Regions from separate parts of the Ovis aries genome. Here regions 1 and 3 are each linked to region 2. The links are chromatin contacts, called in public Hi-C maps. All regions are on one chromosome and are shown on one strand. The core of a region is the stretch at or near the end of the contact, and the rest is flanking DNA. Distances in the headings are between cores, read along the strand shown. Region 1 overlaps GAB2 (GRB2 associated binding protein 2). Region 2 holds the start of GAB2 (GRB2 associated binding protein 2). Region 3 overlaps NARS2 (asparaginyl-tRNA synthetase 2, mitochondrial).

Region 1 (2,700 bases), core at 39-2,538, 160 kb before region 2:
GTTTGTGAGTTCCATCCCCACCACTAATACATACCGTGGGCTTCCCCAAGGAGGGACCTGGGGGGTCTTACACACTGAAGGCTTCTGCAAGGTGGGACCTGGGGGGTCTTATACACTGTGGGCTTCCCCAAGGCAGAACCTGTGGGGTTTTACACACTGTAGGCTTCCCCAAGGTGGGGCCCGGCGGGGGTGTGTGTCTTACAGGCTGTGGGCATCCCCAAGGCAGGACTTGGGGGCCCTCCAGGGTCCTTTCAGGTCCATCTGGTTCTGAAAAGCCACGACCCCTTGGCTGTACTAGCATGGCTTCCACACTGCGTTCTGTTCTGCATAGGTCCCTCCAGAAATGAGAAGGTGAAGTTCTGAGCAAGCAGAGATTCACGTCTGCTTTTCTCTTTCTCATAGGATGATTCTTCATAGGATTCCATTTGGGGAAAATAAAGGAATCAGAATTCTAGAATAATCCTGTACAGTGGTGATTCCCAGCTTTTGGGAGGCTATATGCCTCTTTAAGGATCTGATAAAAATCTCTTCTGGCACTTCTCACCAGAATAAGGCAGATCTCACACACATACAGATTTGCAGGCTAACAGAGGGATGGGTAGCCCTTGACCCACTGAGGCCAATCCATGGAGCCCCCGCCTTATACAAGCTCTCTCAGCTCATGGGGAGCTTGTTATTTGTGGATGTGGCCACCAGATGGTGATATATATTAAGGCCCATCAGCTTAGAAAGCGGAAGGGAAACAGGTGTCGAGGCCAGGCTCTCTTTGTTAGTTAACCTGCATCCGTGACGGCTGGGACTGACATTGCCACACCGTTCACAACCCTCGTCCCTGGGCCTCCGTACTCTCCCCCTTTCTGTTCCATTTCACACACGTAAGCAAGCCAGCATCCCTGGCCTAGAGCACTGAACATCCAGCCTTCAGATCCTGGAGGGCCGGGTCCGAGACCGGGGAGCCAGTGGTGGACATGAGGGGCTCACATCTGTCTTTGATGCCTTTCACTGTGTCTTTTGGAGCTTCCAACTCTGGCGGATGCTCCCATCTGGATCTGTCCATTGAAAAAAACCTTTCCTGACATCTCACTTTCCATCTGGGCCAGGCCCAATGGATACAGAGAAGCCTCCTGCCCTGGGGGAGGGGGCACCGTGGTAGAGGAGGTGACAAGCCTGCAAGCCTTAGTCAGGCCTGTGAATATGCGGCTGTTGACACATTCAGAGCAACCATCCCCGGTAGTGGTGGTGGTGCAGAGTGTCAGGGAGGCTTCTTCAGCGATGTCACCCTGGACTGACTGGCAACTGGCCAGGCAAAAGCAAGAGAAGGGAAAAGGTGTTCCCTTAGAGGCAGAGCAGTAGAACGCCATCTGGCAAGTTCAAGAACCACAAGCTGTTCAGGCTAGAGCAGGAGCCTTAGGAGGTGGGGTTGAGGGATGACAGTGGAGGGCCAGTCCTGGGCTGAGGAGAACAGGAGTCCTTGAGAGTCTAGGGTGCTGAGAGGTGTGGAGAGCATCTCAGGGAGCCTGCAGTGGCCTTCAACACACTCAGCCGTGAGCTCATCATCTCTCTCCTGACTCTCCGGTTTGGGGAAAGAAACCAAGCCACTCAAGCCAAAGCCCGGGAAGAACCTTTTTCACTTCTCACTCCATAAGCACATCAGATCCTATCGACTCCACCCCAGTTCAGGTCCTCCTGGTTGTCTTCTGCGTTTAACAAAAGGGTTGGTAGCTAACTAGCCTCCATAATCATCTGCCCGGCTCTCTGGGCCTCTTTTCATCCCTCTCACGCTTCCTTTCCTAACTTCCCAGCTTAACAATTCTCAGTGCTGTCTCAGTGTCTTTAGGGTGATGGCATATCCCAGCTCCACCTTACCCGCCCAACCTCTTCTCCCCAGCTGCCCTCCTCAGGCTGGGATCTACACAGTTGGCTCTCCAGGGTTCTGAGAAGACCCCAGGCAGCCAGGCCTCTGTGCCGTGTTCGTGTCTCTGGAAGGCCCCCTCTCCCATCTGGCAGCTCAAACTCAGCTCCAGCAGCACCTCCTTTGAAGCTGGTTCTCGCATTCCTCACCTCCCAGCACAATCACTTGCTCCCTCTCAGAGCAGGTAGCGACTGGTACCTGTGTTACACACCAGTTGCTTATTTCCTCCACCAGGCTGATTTCCTTGAGGAAAGAAACAGTGTCTTATTCATTTCCCTCTCATCAGCACCCAGATTAGCGCATGTCACATAGTGAATGGTGAATATGTGTTTGCTGAATGAACAAGCAAATGAACTTATAAACAGACACACAGGTAAAGAAAAGCCTTGGTGCTGCCATCCACTTTCCCCAAGCTTGGCCTGAACCCTTAGGAGCAGCAGATGGAAACTCTTTTCTCTTCAGAACATGGGAACCCCTGTCCCAGCCTCCTGCTGCCCTGGTGTCCCCTCTCCGGTTACAGAACTGCTCACTCATCCCTGAGCTCCTGGCCTGGGCTTGCATCATCTACCTTTTTCTGGAACGTCTCCTTGATACATCACAATCTGACAAAGTGCCGAAGAAGCCTTCCTGCTCCACAGAGGTGCTTCAGTCCCTCAGACTTACCTCGTGGCTTCACTCACTCTTCCCACTTTGCTCCCACAGCACACTTCGTGTTCCCTGCACACACTCACCTCACCCGTGTCTTGTGGGACAGTTATTTGGGTCTTGGTCCTTCTGCTTCTGTCTGG
Region 2 (2,712 bases), core at 200-2,699:
GTTCTGATCTGGGGAGCCAAGACAGGAAACTCTGGTAAGCTTTTGCCTCTCCCCCTGTGGACAGCCACGGGCGCAGCTGACGGCGGGCAGGGTCTATTCAGAGCTCCCTTGATGCACTGCAGCTGGAAGGCAACAGCTCACTTCCATGCTGCGGGAACGATCCCAGAGTCCAGCACGGACAGGCAGTTTAACAAGGGCATTTCATAGCAAGAGAAGAGGAGGGGATGGGAGACCCTGACATCTTTTAGCGACCTTACCTCTATTTCCAAACTCAGTCAAATAACCCAGGGCTGATTTCAGCCAAATCTCAGTCACTGGCACCATCTTGTACTTTGACCCCGCCAAGCTAGGCATCTTCTGGTGGGACCGGGGGGTGGAGGGACCAGACCCCTCACTGCTCACACCAGGCTGCACGACCCTCCCCAGGAGTGGAGCCTCTCTCTTGAAAGGGAGCGGCTGTCCCGGTAATTTCAGTAAACACTGTCGGTTAGCACCACCTGGCAACTGAGACCCTTAATCTCTCCTGACCCCAGACGCCAAAGGGCTGTACAACACAAAAGCCGGGCCAGTAGCCGCAGACCAAACTGCAGTGCCACCTTCGCGGGGTTGGGGGGATGCATGTGGGAGACATACAGCATAAAGGCAAAGAAGGGGGACAAACAAATGAGTCACTTAATCCAAGGGCTGCACATGCTGCTGACGCCGCCCGTGATGCAGCGCTGTGGACTGGGAGGAAGCAGGCGGCCGCCGGGAGGGGCGGGCAGGGAGAGCGCGGGGGAAGGGGTGCGAGGCGCGGCGCCCTTTGTGGGGGGCCCGGCCGCGCGGCCCCTCGGCCTACGCCCCCCCCCCTTCCCGCCCACTCCCCGAGCCCCGCAGGCTGGAGCCGCTCGGGGTCCGTACGGACCCCCGGGCCCCGGGAATCAACTCTTTTCGGTCTCCGAAAACAATCAATACAAACTTCAATACGCGGTTTAGTTTACGGGGAGGCTGGCCGGGGAGGCGCCGCAGCCTCCATCTGGCCGCCCGCGCGCCCCGCCCCTCGGCGGCGCACCTGTGACAGGTGTGCAGCAGCCCGGTCGCGGGGCGCGCCGGCCGCCCCCGGCACCCCCGCCCGCGCCCCCCCGGGGCGCCCGGCCCGTCGGCAGGCCGCGGCGCGCCCCGCGCCCCCGCCCGCACTCACATAGCGCCTCAACTTCTTCTCGGGGGGCGATTTCCTCAGCCAGCCGGTGCACACCACGTCGCCGCCGCCGCCGCCGCTCATGCTGCCGGCCGCCCGGAGCCCGCCGCGGGGTCGGGGACGAGGGCGCGGGCCGCGGGCTCAGCCGGCCGGCGGTGCGCGGCTCGCGGCGAAGGGGAGGGGCCGGGGCGGCCGGCGGCCGCGGGGCGAGGGCGAGGGCGAGGGCGAGGCGGCGCGGCCCGGCTGCCTCGCGCGCGCCCGCGCCTTCTCCCGGCCCGGCCGCGGCGGGGGCGCCCCGGCAGGAAGGGCGGCGCGCGCTCGCCACGCCCACAGCCCGCCGCGCCCCCGGGCGGGCCGCCCGCGGAGACGCGGACACCGCCGCGCGCCTCGGACCCAGCGCTCTCGGGGGCGCCCGCGGCCCGCCGCGCCCCCCGGGGCTTGTTTTCCGAAGCCAGCGGGGCAGGCGGCCGCGCCCTTGGCGGGCGTGGGGTAATGGGCATGGACTGCGCGCCCTCGATGGTGAATCGACCTTTCGCAGAGGGTCGTCAGCCAGGGGCCCGAGGGCTGCTCCCCTGACATGTCCATTCCCCCTTCGTTTCAGGTTTCAGTGGGTCAGGTTTTGGCTGAAATGAGTGACTCGCTTTCCAAGAGTTTCATTAACTCTCTCACCCCCTTGGTGGGAGAAGAAAAAACAACATTACTACGTGTTGGGCTGGGCGTACGTTCCTTGCTTACATGATCTTCGTTACAAATCTCCAAATTGAGTGGGGTGTATTATTACCATTTCACAGATCGCCTAAAGCCTTGGCCGTGCAGTCAAGCTTCTCATTCTAGGGATGGTCGGGGTTGGGAGTGGTACTGCTCGTCTATTTAAAGGGGAGAACTGCTTTCACGTCCGCGTCCTCTTAGTATCAGAATGGAGCAGAACTGGCAACCCACTCCCGTATTCTTGCCTGGAGAATTTCATGGACAGAGGAGCCTGGCGGGCTACAGTCCATGGGGTTGCAAAGAGTCGGACAGGACTGAGCGACTAATACACTATTATCAGAAAATAAAGTTCTGTTGGCTTCCACACTGCCTCTGAGAGAAGCAATTCAGTAGAAGAAAATTCTTACGATCTGTAGAATCAAGGAGGCAAAAATGAGTCAAAAATACTATTTCATAGTGAATTGGAAGGCAAGATGGTGTAGGGCAAGAAACGGGTCAAAATTTTTCAGTGCTCCAACTTATTGACACAAGTTAGGAGAACTCTCTGGGGCTCCTATGATGCAGATGCCTCTTACGGCGTTGTGGAAGGGCTTAACTGAGATGGAGAACGCAGAAGCACATACCTGATGAATCTAGCATTTTGTGGGGAGAGAAGAGGGGGAAAAACCCCCAGCAAAACCGGAAACCTTTGGTTAAAGGCTCTTTTCAACTCACAAAGTACCTTTACAAGCAGCGTTAAAAGGTTAGGCTCTCCATCCGCGCCCCTAGTTCTTTGAAGAGTGGATAGTAACCCGTTATATTAATAGGGAACTGCTTCGGGCACGGGA
Region 3 (2,700 bases), core at 39-2,538, 130 kb after region 2:
TGCTAAATGAAAAAAACCAGACACAAAGGCCATATGTAGTATGACTGCATTTATATGAAATACTCCAGAAGAGACAAATCTATACAGAGTGGTTGAGTGGTTACCTAGAGCTTGGGGTGGGAACGAGAAGGGACTGCTAATGGGTAGGTAGTAAGTTTCAATACGGGGTGATGTAATGCTCTAAAAGTAAACTGTGAGGATGGCTGCATAGCTCTGCCACTGTACTGAAAACCATGGAACAGTATCCTACACCCTACCTTTATTCTTTATGATTCACTAATATAAATCTTCTAATCTTCCATCCAGAGCCCAGTGAAAGCCCCCACACTTATTTCAACTGCTTGACTCTGCTCACACTGTTCCCCTACCTAAAATACTCTCCCTAGTGTACAGTAGAGGGGGCTTCCCTGGTAAGCGCAGATGGTAAAGAATATGCCTGCCATGCAAGAGACCCAGGTTTGATCCCTGGGTCAGGAAGATTCCCTGGAGAAGGGACTGACAACCCACCCCAGTATTCTCACCTACAGAATTCCATGGACAGACCATGGGGTCACAAAAAGTTGGACACAACTGAGCAATTCACACACACACACACACACACACACACACACACACACACAGTACAGTTAATTTACATACTTATTTTGAAGATGTTTCTGATCAAGTCAGTTCTCATGATCCTACTTATCCTCTAGATTTCATACATACCACTTAAAACTGGTAACACTGAACTTCAAATATATACATAAAGCAGTCCCACCTTACTTCCTATCAATGTTTACATTTTGCCAGAATCTCTAATTCATGCTTTTAATTTCTTTTATCTTCTCAGAGATAAACTACTCACTGCAGAATCATGAGGATCAAACGTAATTGTGAGAACTCAACTAGGGCTCTAAGGACAAAGGAAAAAAGTGTACAACCAGGGACTGTTGTAGGATAAGCAGCATCAAGAGTGAACGAAGAGAGCCTCTCTGGTTGCCCAGTGGTTAAGAACCCACCTGCCAATGCAAGGGACATGGGTTCACACCCTGGTCCGGGCAGCTCCCACATGCCAAGGACAACTGAGCCTGTGTGCCACAACTACGAAGCCCATGCTCTAGAGCCCACGAGGTGCAACTACTGAGCCTACATGTTGCAACTACTGAAGCCCGAGTGCTCTAGAGCCCAGGCTCTGCACCAAGGGAAGCCACTGCACAAGCCCACACACTGCCACTGGAGAGCAGCCCCCGCTCAACCCAGCTGGAGGGCAGCCCCCGCTCGACCCAGCTGGAGGGCAGCCCCCACTTGATCCAGCTGGAGAGCAGCCCCCGCCTGATCCAGATGGAGAGCAGCCCCCGCTTGATCCAGCTGGAGAGAGGTCCACACAGCAATGCAGGCGCAGTGCAGCCAAAAATAAATAACAATTCTTTAAAAAAAAAAGTGAATGAAATGCGTACTCCTTTCTCTATCAAATCCTGCAAACTCACCTGCTTTACCAACCAGAACTGTGACAACATCTTTATATCATCTCTTTCTCACACTCTGAATAAACAAAGCTAATTCCACTATCTAAAATTCCTCAGCATGGCCCTGAAGAACTATGAACGCAGAACCCTTATTTGTTTTACTGCTGTTTAGTCACTCGGTTGTGTCTGACTCTCTGTGAGCCCATGGACTGTAGTACGCCAGGGTCCTCTGTCCATGGGATTTCCCAGGCAAGGATACTGGAGTGGGTTGCCATTTCCTTCTCCAGAGAATCTTCCTGACCCAGGATCAAATGTGAGTCTCCTACAGTGGCAGGTGGATTCTTTACCACTGAGCCACCAGGGAAGCCCTCTCATTTATTAAGCTTCAGAAATTCATTTTCCCCTTTCTATATATTTATACTTGCCTTGTGTTGGTTAGAGTCCAAAACACACATGTTCTAATCATTTAGACTTGCCTGGAGGATTTCTCTGGTAGTAAAGCACTTAGCTCCAAATTTATCTTATTTAAGTTTGCTACTCAAATATTTTTTATTTAATTTGGGCCTAATAATTCCCTTCATACTTGTAAAAACTCCTTTTAAAAATTTTATTTATTTTTTAATTGAAGGATAAATGCTTTACACAATTTTGTTGTTTTCTGTCAAACATCAACATGAATCAGCCATAGGTGTACCTATGTCCCCTCATGTCAGGACAACTTCTTGTAGTGAATACACTGTTCGATTACATGAAGAGAAAGCATCATTACCAAGAGTCAGAACATACTGAACCACAGAGAGTAGTTTTACACAGGCCCTGTCATTTGATGGAATCACCCAAATGTATAAAGAATTTTGACTTCCCTCAGAGACATAGAAATCAGTGAATAAATACAAAAAGCACCAGTCAACAACATATATTTCTCTTTGTATGCTGTTATACTAACTGGCCAATGATTTTAAACAGGCTGTCTAACTGGCAAGTGAAAGGCTTTCAAGTGCCTACAAGTAAGAAAAACTGGTAACTTTTAAATTTCCTGCAACAAGTGCGGGCTAACAATGCCTGGCCCATAGAAGGAGCTCAAAAAATAATTGCTGAACAAAGGACTGAAATAAAAGCCTTCATGAGGTATAGAGACTAAATCATTTTTCTGAAAAATACATTTTCTAAAGACTCTGAAAAGAGAAAATATTCACATGCATACTTTTCTATTTTAGTTTATCCCTTAAAATAAGAATTATACCCAAAAATG

The links. Hi-C and Micro-C count contacts between places; a contact is called where the count stands out from the background.
Region 1: a Hi-C map of hypothalamus shows a contact between it and region 2, with 4 times the contacts expected there. The contact joins the enhancer-like site here to the promoter of GAB2 in region 2. A contact is called at or near these places in 8 of 16 Hi-C or Micro-C datasets (blood, hypothalamus, liver and 2 more).
Region 3: a Hi-C map of hypothalamus shows a contact between it and region 2, with 4 times the contacts expected there. The contact joins the enhancer-like site here to the promoter of GAB2 in region 2. A contact is called at or near these places in 6 of 16 Hi-C or Micro-C datasets (hypothalamus, liver, muscle and 2 more).

Annotation. Positions count from the first base shown.
Region 1 is chr21:15,388,744-15,391,443 of ARS-UI_Ramb_v3.0, reverse strand. The region is part of intron 3 of GAB2 (GRB2 associated binding protein 2); the gene reads right to left. Among named protein-coding and RNA genes, the nearest start is that of USP35, 77 kb to the left of the region's middle. Within about 2 kb of position 1,288, at least 19 of the 54 cell types and tissues checked have an H3K27ac peak or open chromatin away from gene starts, as enhancers often do. A contact at or near this core is called in hypothalamus and liver, where this site is marked.
Region 2 is chr21:15,225,223-15,227,934 of ARS-UI_Ramb_v3.0, reverse strand. It overlaps GAB2 (GRB2 associated binding protein 2), which reads right to left and starts at 1,449. Exons shown (of 10, transcript XM_027959276.2): 1 at 1,181-1,449. The coding sequence starts at 1,261. It overlaps NARS2 (asparaginyl-tRNA synthetase 2, mitochondrial), which reads right to left. Exons shown (of 15, transcript XM_042237733.1): 15 at 1,885-2,712. It overlaps LOC121817475 (a long non-coding RNA gene), which reads left to right. Exons shown (of 2, transcript XR_006057398.2): 1 at 1-34.
Region 3 is chr21:15,094,034-15,096,733 of ARS-UI_Ramb_v3.0, reverse strand. All of the region lies in intron 5 of NARS2 (asparaginyl-tRNA synthetase 2, mitochondrial), which reads right to left. Among named protein-coding and RNA genes, the nearest start is that of NARS2, 21 kb to the right of the region's middle. Within about 2 kb of position 1,288, at least 3 of the 54 cell types and tissues checked have an H3K27ac peak or open chromatin away from gene starts, as enhancers often do. A contact at or near this core is called in hypothalamus, where this site is marked.